Linked DNA regions of Mus musculus: all the other regions are linked to region 3. The links are chromatin contacts, called in public HiChIP or PLAC-seq maps. All regions are on one chromosome and are shown on one strand. Each heading gives the region's core, a stretch centred on a gene start, on an enhancer-like site or on the middle of the called end of the contact. The rest is flanking DNA. Distances are from core to core; before and after follow the strand shown.

Region 1 (2,700 bases), core at 88-2,587, 1.1 Mb after region 3:
AGACTTGACAGAAAGCACCTTTACCCATCGAACCATCTATTACTGGCCCCAAAATAATCCTCTTATGGCTTTTTATAAGGCCAGTCACTGTAGGATCTGACATTGTGAAGTTGGGAGCCAGAATTAAAATCTTGGCTTCACTAATTTAGCCATGAGTCATAAAATATACTTTCTTTCTAAATTCTAACTCTTCTATAAAAATGGGATAGAAAACATATGTATTTGACATAAAAGAGCATAGAATATAATAATCACTGTTGTGACTAAGTTCTGAGTTTTTCTTTACATGTTTTGTGTTTTATGTACAAAAGTCCTCTACCTAAGAATAACATTTTTGTTGTTTTTCTAAAAATGAATACTCCTTGGATAGTGACACACTATACAACTACTGTTCCTAGACTATTTAAATCTACTTCTCAAACAAGATATTTCCCATGAAATTCTCTCAATAGTTGATGGGAACTTGAACAAAGAATAAGGCCAAATTCCCAGAGCATCACAATTTGTAACAGAATTGACTATACTCCAGTACTAAGCTGAAGTTTTTCTACTAAGACCTGAGGTCCTATTTTTAGTTTTACAAATTTTAAGAACATGTAATAAAAAGAAATTAGCTTTCTAAAGGTCTGACTCAAAATCAAAACCAAACAAAAACAGTAATCCTTTCAAGCCAGTAACTAGCTTAGTTTTGCAATGTCTGATGAGAGAGAGGTGGGTGCTTGGGAGGATGTAAATAAATGTCTGATAGACACTGTTAGGTTCATTCTCTCTCAGTTATTTAACAGAATTAAAGGGAAAAGTGTGGAGAAGAAATAAGTATTCTAACTTCCACAGAAACTTATAAACCCTTCTAGTATCGACCACAAGTGTATTTTAGCGAGAGTGGGCACTTTGTTAGATTCGTTGCTGGGACTTACAGGAAGGAGGTATAAGGTACTTTATCAAAGATAAACATGAAACTTGATAGTAGAAATTGTTATTATTGTAAACTAGCCAAAAGAGGGAAGTGATCTGGAAGCTCAAAAAAGAATTCTGAGAACTTGGAGGAAAGGAGATACATTTTTTGTTTTGTTCTCTAGACAGTTTTACTGGACTTGACTTCACTGAGTAGTCCAGGCTGGTCTTCCTGCCTTGGCCTCCTGGGAGCTGGTGTCACTGCCAGGAGTCCACCAGCACTTGTACTTAATGATACTCAGCCACCCTGCACTGTGCAAGAAGAGTTAGCAGGCAGGATGCAGGGCACCAGCTCCTAACTGGTCTTTCCCTCAGAATGCTGAAGCTCATGAACCGGCTGCTAAAAACCATTTCCATGCTGGAGTATTTCATCAACCACAGTTGGGAATGGAGCACAAACAACACGGAGATGCTTCTGTCAGAGCTCAGTCCTGAAGACCAGAGAGTGAGTATGGCTCTGACTCCAGAGCACAATGGGAACTCAGAATTATGTGACCAGATGATAGGGGAGTGCTAGCTATATAGACAGGATTTTTCTCCTCCTAAGAAAACCACACAATAATGTCAGCACTCACAGGAAACAAGCTCAGTACAGCTAAGAGACCTTGTCTGTGAACTGTGATTGGACCTTCATTGCTGTGTGGCCTGCTTGGTAACAGTGGCAGGGAGGTGGGGACAGCTGGGTGCCTGAGGCTCACTGGCCAGCAACTCTGGCCATATTGACATATTAATAAGCTCCATGAGCTCCAGGTAACCACAATGGACAAGGTGACTGCCTGGCAGTGCAATGCTGGCAGTCTATATCTCTTGCTTTGCAGGTATTCAACTTTGATGTGCGTCAGTTGAACTGGCTCGAATACATTGAAAATTACGTTTTGGGGGTTAAGAAGTATCTACTAAAAGAGGATCTGGCCGGTATCCCCAAAGCAAAGCAACACCTAAGAAGGTAGGCACACTCACTGGTATCCATCTGTGAGGTTCTACTGCTGACTAACTTTATACTAGAACGTGTATGAATTAAATTACTCAGCATTTATGCAGCAGCTACTATGAGGCTGGATTCACATTTCTTGAGCATTACAGACCCTGCATTCCATACTATCCTATAATATACAACATTAATTTAGACCTTACTCCTGAGGTCTTTTTGTTATCCCATTAACCCAGGAAGTATTTAGGGCACAACAACAACAACAACAAAATGTTTTTCATAGAAACAAATACTAGAGCCAGGCTTGAGCCCAAGTTTGTTTGTTCTTGTGCACCTTACCACAGTATGACCTCAGGGGTACCCAAAGGGCAGACCATGCTACATACGTTGGAAAAATCACATAATTACTCTTCGATTCCTACAGCTCCTTCCTATTTTAGTCAAAATCCCTGACAAATAAGAGTATTCGGGTCATGATTCCTGCAAAAACTAACAGTCTGTAGTGCAGATGGTAAAAATGAACAGACAGACCACTAAAAGGAAGGACACTTGAAAAGCAGGTTTCAAAGTTCACTATCTATCCTCCAGCCAATAAGACAGTGATCATTCTAAAACTGTTTGTGCATGGTGTGTGGGTGTGCATGCCATAGTGCCTGTGGAGTCAAATTCATTCCTTTGACCCTTACATGGGTTCCAACTCAAGTTCCAGGCTTGCTCCAAAAGTGCACTTACCCACTTAGCAGTCTCACTGGTCAGAGAGGGTTTTCAATATTGAAAAGACCAAGAGTGGATTTTGAAAATATTACTTTCATCCA
Region 2 (2,700 bases), core at 167-2,666, 1.1 Mb after region 3:
ACTAGGGCACAAAAGTCAAAAGACAAGCTGTCATTAAAACACCAAATTAAAATCTAGGAAAACTATTAAAAAGAATTTGTAGCACACACAGTCTAAAACCAACTTCTGTTTAAAAATGAATTATTTAAATGGCAAACCCTGGTGAAAATAAATGCTGTTTTGTAAATCTTTGTTGTTCATGTTCTAGACTACAGTGACTTCCTTTCAGAAGTCCTCTAACTTGCCATGTTTCTTTAATGTGTACCTCCGAAGTGAAATCAGGTGTAATACTCAGCAAAGCAGTCAAGTTTACTATCTGAAAGAAAGCTGCTTCCCAGGACCCTCACTACAAAAGCATGGAATTTCTATTTCTCAGGATCTTCCTCTACAAGCTGGAATAGTAACTTAAGGTTAACTAATAAGAAAGGTAGGCAAAGAGACCTTCCGCAAGGCAGCAGCACACTCGTTTCTTTAGGTACGGACGTACACTGGAGGTTGGAGAAGTGAAATTCGGAATTACAACTTCAAACCAATGAAGAATGCCTAATTTAACTATCTTTAATTGCTTCCGAACGAAAGCCTATCTCGAAACACCGAAACAGCTGTTACTTGCCTATAGCCTAGGGCACCGAATTGCACGCCTAAAGTTAATGACACGTTTGCCCGTAGATCTCCGAGATCTCGTCTACGATACCCACGGCGGTCCCGTATCAGGAGCTGAGCCGTCATCCCCTGGATGGGTCAACAGCTGACAAACGGGACACACACACACCACCTGCCTCGGCGTCTGCGCCCGCCCCGGCCCCTCTCTAGGCCCGGCTTTTAATTTACGGCGAGAGTGACCACGGTGCTGGCAGGGTCGCTGCTGTCCACGACAGCCTGGACGAGACAACGAAGGGCGCGGCCGATCACCGAAGCTCCCTGGCCGCGGGCGCGGACGCCGGCGGCACTCGGCAGGAACGCCCCCGGGCAGCGGAGCGGCTCCGCGGCCAGCTGCTCCGCAGAGCCGCGACGAGTACAGGCCAGTGCCAGGCCTGGGAGCCCCCTCAGCCGCGCCCAGGTCCCCGTCCGCCCGTAACCGCCGAAGGAAACGGCCCCGGCAGGGTTTTAGCGTCTTACCTAGTGGTACGGTCCCAGCCGACCGCCATGTTTCACAGAAGCCCGGGTCGCCCGAGCCCGGCGCACACGAAGATCTCGCGAGAACAAGAGCAACTCTCACGGCTGACCATGTCCGAAGGGAGCGCAAATGGAGAACTCGCGATACTTTCCGCGTTGACGGTATGTGATCTAATCAAGCGGCGCGGTCAACCTGAAAGGGGCGTGGCTACGTGGAAACTAAGTGAAAATAGGAGGCCGGTCCCTTTCCAGGAAGGGGAAGTTACCTTCCGCCTGACCCCGAGACAAACCGACTGGAACGGCGCTCCGCACTACAGACCGGAAGTGATCACCAGCCACCTTAAGGCGCCGGCCACACTGCAGCTCAGGTGGTTGAGAGGCCTCCGGCTTTGCGTCTTCATTTATTCCGGTCTACAACACCTAAACCTCCCTTGTCGGGCGTGGAGAACGGTTTCGATTATTCGGTCAGTGTGCTTAAGGATTCCCTAAAAGTAAGCTACGCAAGAAAGCCCGACAGTGTGTGCTCATGGCCCTTCACAGCACAGGACGGAATAGAGGGGCTTTGGAAAAAAAGTTGGCTCCGAAATGCTGGAGAGGAACCCACTCAAGCTCCCGTCCTACCCATTTGCTACCAAATTTTACAGGCACGCGTTGTGGTTTAAAAACAGTTTTAAGGAAAGCGTACTTATGACGAATGTCTACACAGAAAGCACTGTTTTCTCTAATCTTCACAATACTATTGCCAAGAAATACCACTATTTACTTGGTTAGTAGGTAAGGGTTTGAGTTTTAAGAGGGAGGTAAAGAGTAGTTAAGAGCTGTCAAAGAGAAACAGGCTGGGAGATCTTGACTACAGATTGACTGTGTGTATACTCCTTTACTGAAAAGAGACCCTCATCCTTCAAACCAAGGACAAATGCATGCACTCTGGTGGCAATTTAATCTCCAGACTTTCAAGACTACTCCAATTAATCATAAATTCCTATTTGACTTAAGGTTCGTGGATAATAAACACAGCCTCAAGCCAAGATTACCTAAATTAAATATCCAATCTAACTTGTTAATATCGTGACTTTGAGCATATTGCATTTCTTTGTATCTCTATCCCCTCATCTGTCAAATGGGCATAATAATGTGTTGATACATGTCTAAAATGCAAACTTACCTCACTTGTAATCTATCGGCAGCTCCTCCCTGTCGTCTCCATACCCAGGTCTACAGTGTATAGGCTGTAGCTTGGATAAAGGCAGGACTGTTGTTCATTTAGTTACACCTGATCCTTTGTCTCCAGGGCACGTTTCCTTTAGAGTAATAACGATCCCCCTGAGAGTTGGGTTTCACAACATAGCAAAACTAAATAATTTGACCCTGCTATTTTTAGAAAAACAATTTTAAAAGCTAACAAGCATAAAAGTTAATTTTTCCCGAAGAGTGAAACTTCTTAACCAATGAATCAATCATTTAGCTTCTCTGGTTTTCTTTAATGCTTCTCTTTCTTTGCTTCGTTTTGTTGTTTTGTCTGGTGCTTGGCATCAGATTTGGAGCCTGATACAAGTGAAGCTGTACCACTGAACTACATTGCCAGGAAGACCTGCCTGACTTTAT
Region 3 (2,700 bases), core at 193-2,692:
ATGAACGTAAGTATTCAGAAGGTAACTTGATAGCATATCCATTTAGCAAAGCAACAGCAGTGAGCCCCTTAGGGCTGTGACCCTGAGCACCAATTGTCAGTGTTTAATGATCAATGACAGCTTCATCCACTCAATGATGACATTAAACAACGTGTTCATGAAGCCTTGATACTACTATAGCTTAAATACTTTGTAACAAAGAAGTTTATATGTATTTGTCTTTATGCCCAGCTTTTTAGAACACTGTGTGGTTTACTGAAGTTATTGGATCTTTTAAGATGCCCCATCGTATGGCCAGGGGTTAAAATCTTGCAGGAGCGGTGCCCAGTATTGTCAGGTACCACTTCAGATTGCAGTCCAGCTGACCTCACTGTGGTAATGTGACCAGGGTTGAATTGCCTCTCTAATGAGAATCATTCTCAAAGGTTGGCTTTCTGGTTTGTTTTAAAAGGCAAGAGAATACCAGTTGGTCTGGAAACAAAAGCTTCCATTGGTAAAGATTCTAAAGAGCCAGAGACTAAGAGCCTGTTCTTCTGGTGACTCACTGAATCCTGCCTTGCTGATGGAGGCGCAGACAGATCCAGGTCCAGCCTTTTTTAAGTCAGCCCTCCCAGAAGCCCCCAGCCTGATGTCTAATGGTAGCTGTGGCATTTTGCCTTGCTGTAGAATCTACTAAATCCTTGGCCCCTCACCTGAAACCCTCCTCATACCCCAAACACTGAGAGTGACAGATGGGGAACGGAAGCCTGCCAGGAATGATTGCAGGCCTGTCAATCACGGGGCTGTGTTCCAAGTTTCTCAGAGTATCCAAGAAAGTAAGGCATAGCAAGCCTCAGGTCCATGTGTTGTGTCTCTTTCCCATGGGAAGGCCGGATCCTGCTAGAATGTTTTCTGTACTTCATAGTTCCTTACCTTTGTGTGTATTCTGCAGAATATAATGGCCGACAGCCCTCTCTCTGTGAAGCAGCCGACGGACACAGTAATGCTGGGGAATGCAAGGCAGGGCACCATGGGTACCAGGGCAGACACTATCGCTTCATTACAGCCTTTGGGATCCAGCCTTCTAACCAAGCGTCCCGCCAGGGAACATAGGAAAATGTTCTTTCCTAACAGCTATGATGGGATGGTGGTGGTGGGGTAGATAGGGATGAGAGCGGGCAAGTGCTACCCAGAGGGGACAGCTCTGACGCATCTTCATCTCCGCATCCCCATCTCCGCATCCTCTCCACCCACCTGCCCTTTTTGCTGCTCAGAGACTCTGCTGTCTTGGTGCTGGGGTTTGAACCATGCCACTGCCTGCCTTCCTATCTGTCTGTCTTGTCCATGGAGTTAATAACTCTTCTAATAAATTGCTTAGCCCTAGTAATCCGTTAGTCCACTCTGGAACCACCCCGCGGATCTAAAACCTCGCAGTACTGACTGGCCCAGGAAAACTCACACAGGGACTGTGGGGCTGCGGGAAACACCAGAAGATCAAGTACGGTGACTTGTGCGTAGGGGGCGAGCACCGCGAACCGACGCGTTTGTTTGTTTCCTAACAACACCGTGCTGGAGAAATGCACAGTGGTTAAGAGTGCACACTCCTGCTGCGGAGGACAGGAGCTCCGTTTCCGCGTAGGGCAGCTCACAACCGCCCTTACCTCAGGCTGCAGGGTGATCTGCCGCCTTTGGCTTCCTGGCACCTGCATTGTAGCGGAGGAACCCACATAGACACATGGATTAAAGATCAGAGAGGCCGTTTACTCGGAGGGCGTGTGACGCACCGGCGGGGCTGAGCCCGGGGCCCGCGGCCCGCGGCGGCGGAAGGAAGGAAGCGAGAGCGCAGGCCGGGCTCGGCGGAGGCTGTGCGCCCGGGGGAGGAGCCTGAGCGGCCGAGCGGCGGGGCGCAGCGGCCCAGCCATGTCGGCCGAGGAGATGGTGCAGATCCGCCTGGAAGACCGCTGCTACCCGGTGAGCAAGAGCAAGCTGATCGAACAGAGCGACTACTTCCGCGCGCTCTACCGCTCCGGCATGCGCGAGGCCGTGCGGCCCGAGGTGGGCCCGGAGGTGCAGCAGCTGCGCGGCCTGAGCGCTCCGGGCCTGCGGCTGGTGCTGGACTTCATCAACGCGGGCGGCGCGCGCGAGGGCTGGGGCCTGAGCGAGGACGAGCTGGCCGAGGCTAGTGTGCTGTCCGAGATGGTGGAGGCCGCGTCCTTTCTGCAGGTCACGGCGCTTCTGCGCTTGCTGCTGTCGCACGTGCGTCTGGGCAACTGCCTGGAGCTGTACCGCCTGGCGCAGGTGTACGGACTGCCCGACCTGCAGGACGCCTGCCTGCGCTTCATGGTGCTGCGCTTCCACCAGGTGCTGTGTCAGCCGCAATTCCCGCTACTGTTGTCGCCGCCGCAGGCCCCCGGGGACTGCAGCCTGAAGCAGAGGCTGAGGGAGGCCCGCATGCGCGGGACCCCGGTCCTGGTGGCCCTGGGGGACTTCCTCGGGGGACCCCTTGCCCCGCACCCGTATCAGGGGGAACCCCCGTCCATGCTTAGGTACGAGGAGACCACGGAGCGCTGGTTCCCCCTGGCCAACAACCTGCCCCCCGACCTGGTGAACGTCAGGGGCTACGGCTCAGCCATTTTGGACAACTACCTCTTCATCGTGGGTGGTTACAGGATCACCAGCCAGGAGATCTCTGCCGCACACTCCTACAATCCCATCACCAAC

Evidence for each region. HiChIP or PLAC-seq counts read pairs in DNA pulled down with a chosen protein or histone mark.
Region 1: a contact with region 3 is called in an H3K4me3 HiChIP or PLAC-seq map of the 230-238 cell line, with 6 times the contacts expected there. The contact joins the enhancer-like site here to the promoter of Klhl42 in region 3. A contact is called at or near these places in 6 of 39 promoter capture datasets (the 3T3-L1 cell line, 3T3-L1-derived adipocytes, the HPC-7 cell line and 2 more), 9 of 115 datasets of contacts at active chromatin or transcription factors (the 230-238 cell line, T-cell acute lymphoblastic leukemia, astrocytes and 5 more) and 2 of 9 other capture datasets (adipose tissue and embryonic stem cells).
Region 2: an H3K27ac HiChIP or PLAC-seq map of embryonic stem cells shows a contact between it and region 3, with 5 times the contacts expected there. The contact joins the promoter of 4732416N19Rik here to the promoter of Klhl42 in region 3. A contact is called at or near these places in 10 of 39 promoter capture datasets (the 3T3-L1 cell line, the C10 cell line, HPC-7-derived erythroid cells and 5 more), 1 of 15 datasets of contacts at CTCF or cohesin (large pre-B cells), 4 of 484 Hi-C or Micro-C datasets (CD4 T cells, CD8 T cells and uterus), 17 of 115 datasets of contacts at active chromatin or transcription factors (the 230-238 cell line, astrocytes, differentiating embryonic stem cells and 9 more) and 4 of 9 other capture datasets (adipose tissue, embryonic stem cells, liver and 1 more).

Annotation. Positions count from the first base shown.
Region 1 is chr6:148,172,129-148,174,828 of GRCm38.p6, forward strand. Far2 (fatty acyl CoA reductase 2) reads left to right here. Exons shown (of 12, transcript NM_001347516.1): 10 at 1,270-1,399; 11 at 1,773-1,900. Among named protein-coding and RNA genes, the nearest start is that of 4732416N19Rik, 39 kb to the right of the region's middle. Within about 2 kb of position 1,338, at least 3 of the 459 cell types and tissues checked have an H3K27ac peak or open chromatin away from gene starts, as enhancers often do. A contact at or near this core is called in the 230-238 cell line, where this site is marked.
Region 2 is chr6:148,210,872-148,213,571 of GRCm38.p6, forward strand. 4732416N19Rik (RIKEN cDNA 4732416N19 gene) reads left to right here and starts at 1,417. Exons shown (of 2, transcript NR_015615.1): 1 at 1,417-1,559. Ergic2 (ERGIC and golgi 2) reads right to left here and starts at 1,503. Exons shown (of 14, transcript NM_026168.4): 1 at 1,099-1,503.
Region 3 is chr6:147,089,633-147,092,332 of GRCm38.p6, forward strand. Klhl42 (kelch-like 42) reads left to right here and starts at 1,443. Exons shown (of 3, transcript NM_001081237.1): 1 at 1,443-2,700. The coding sequence starts at 1,900.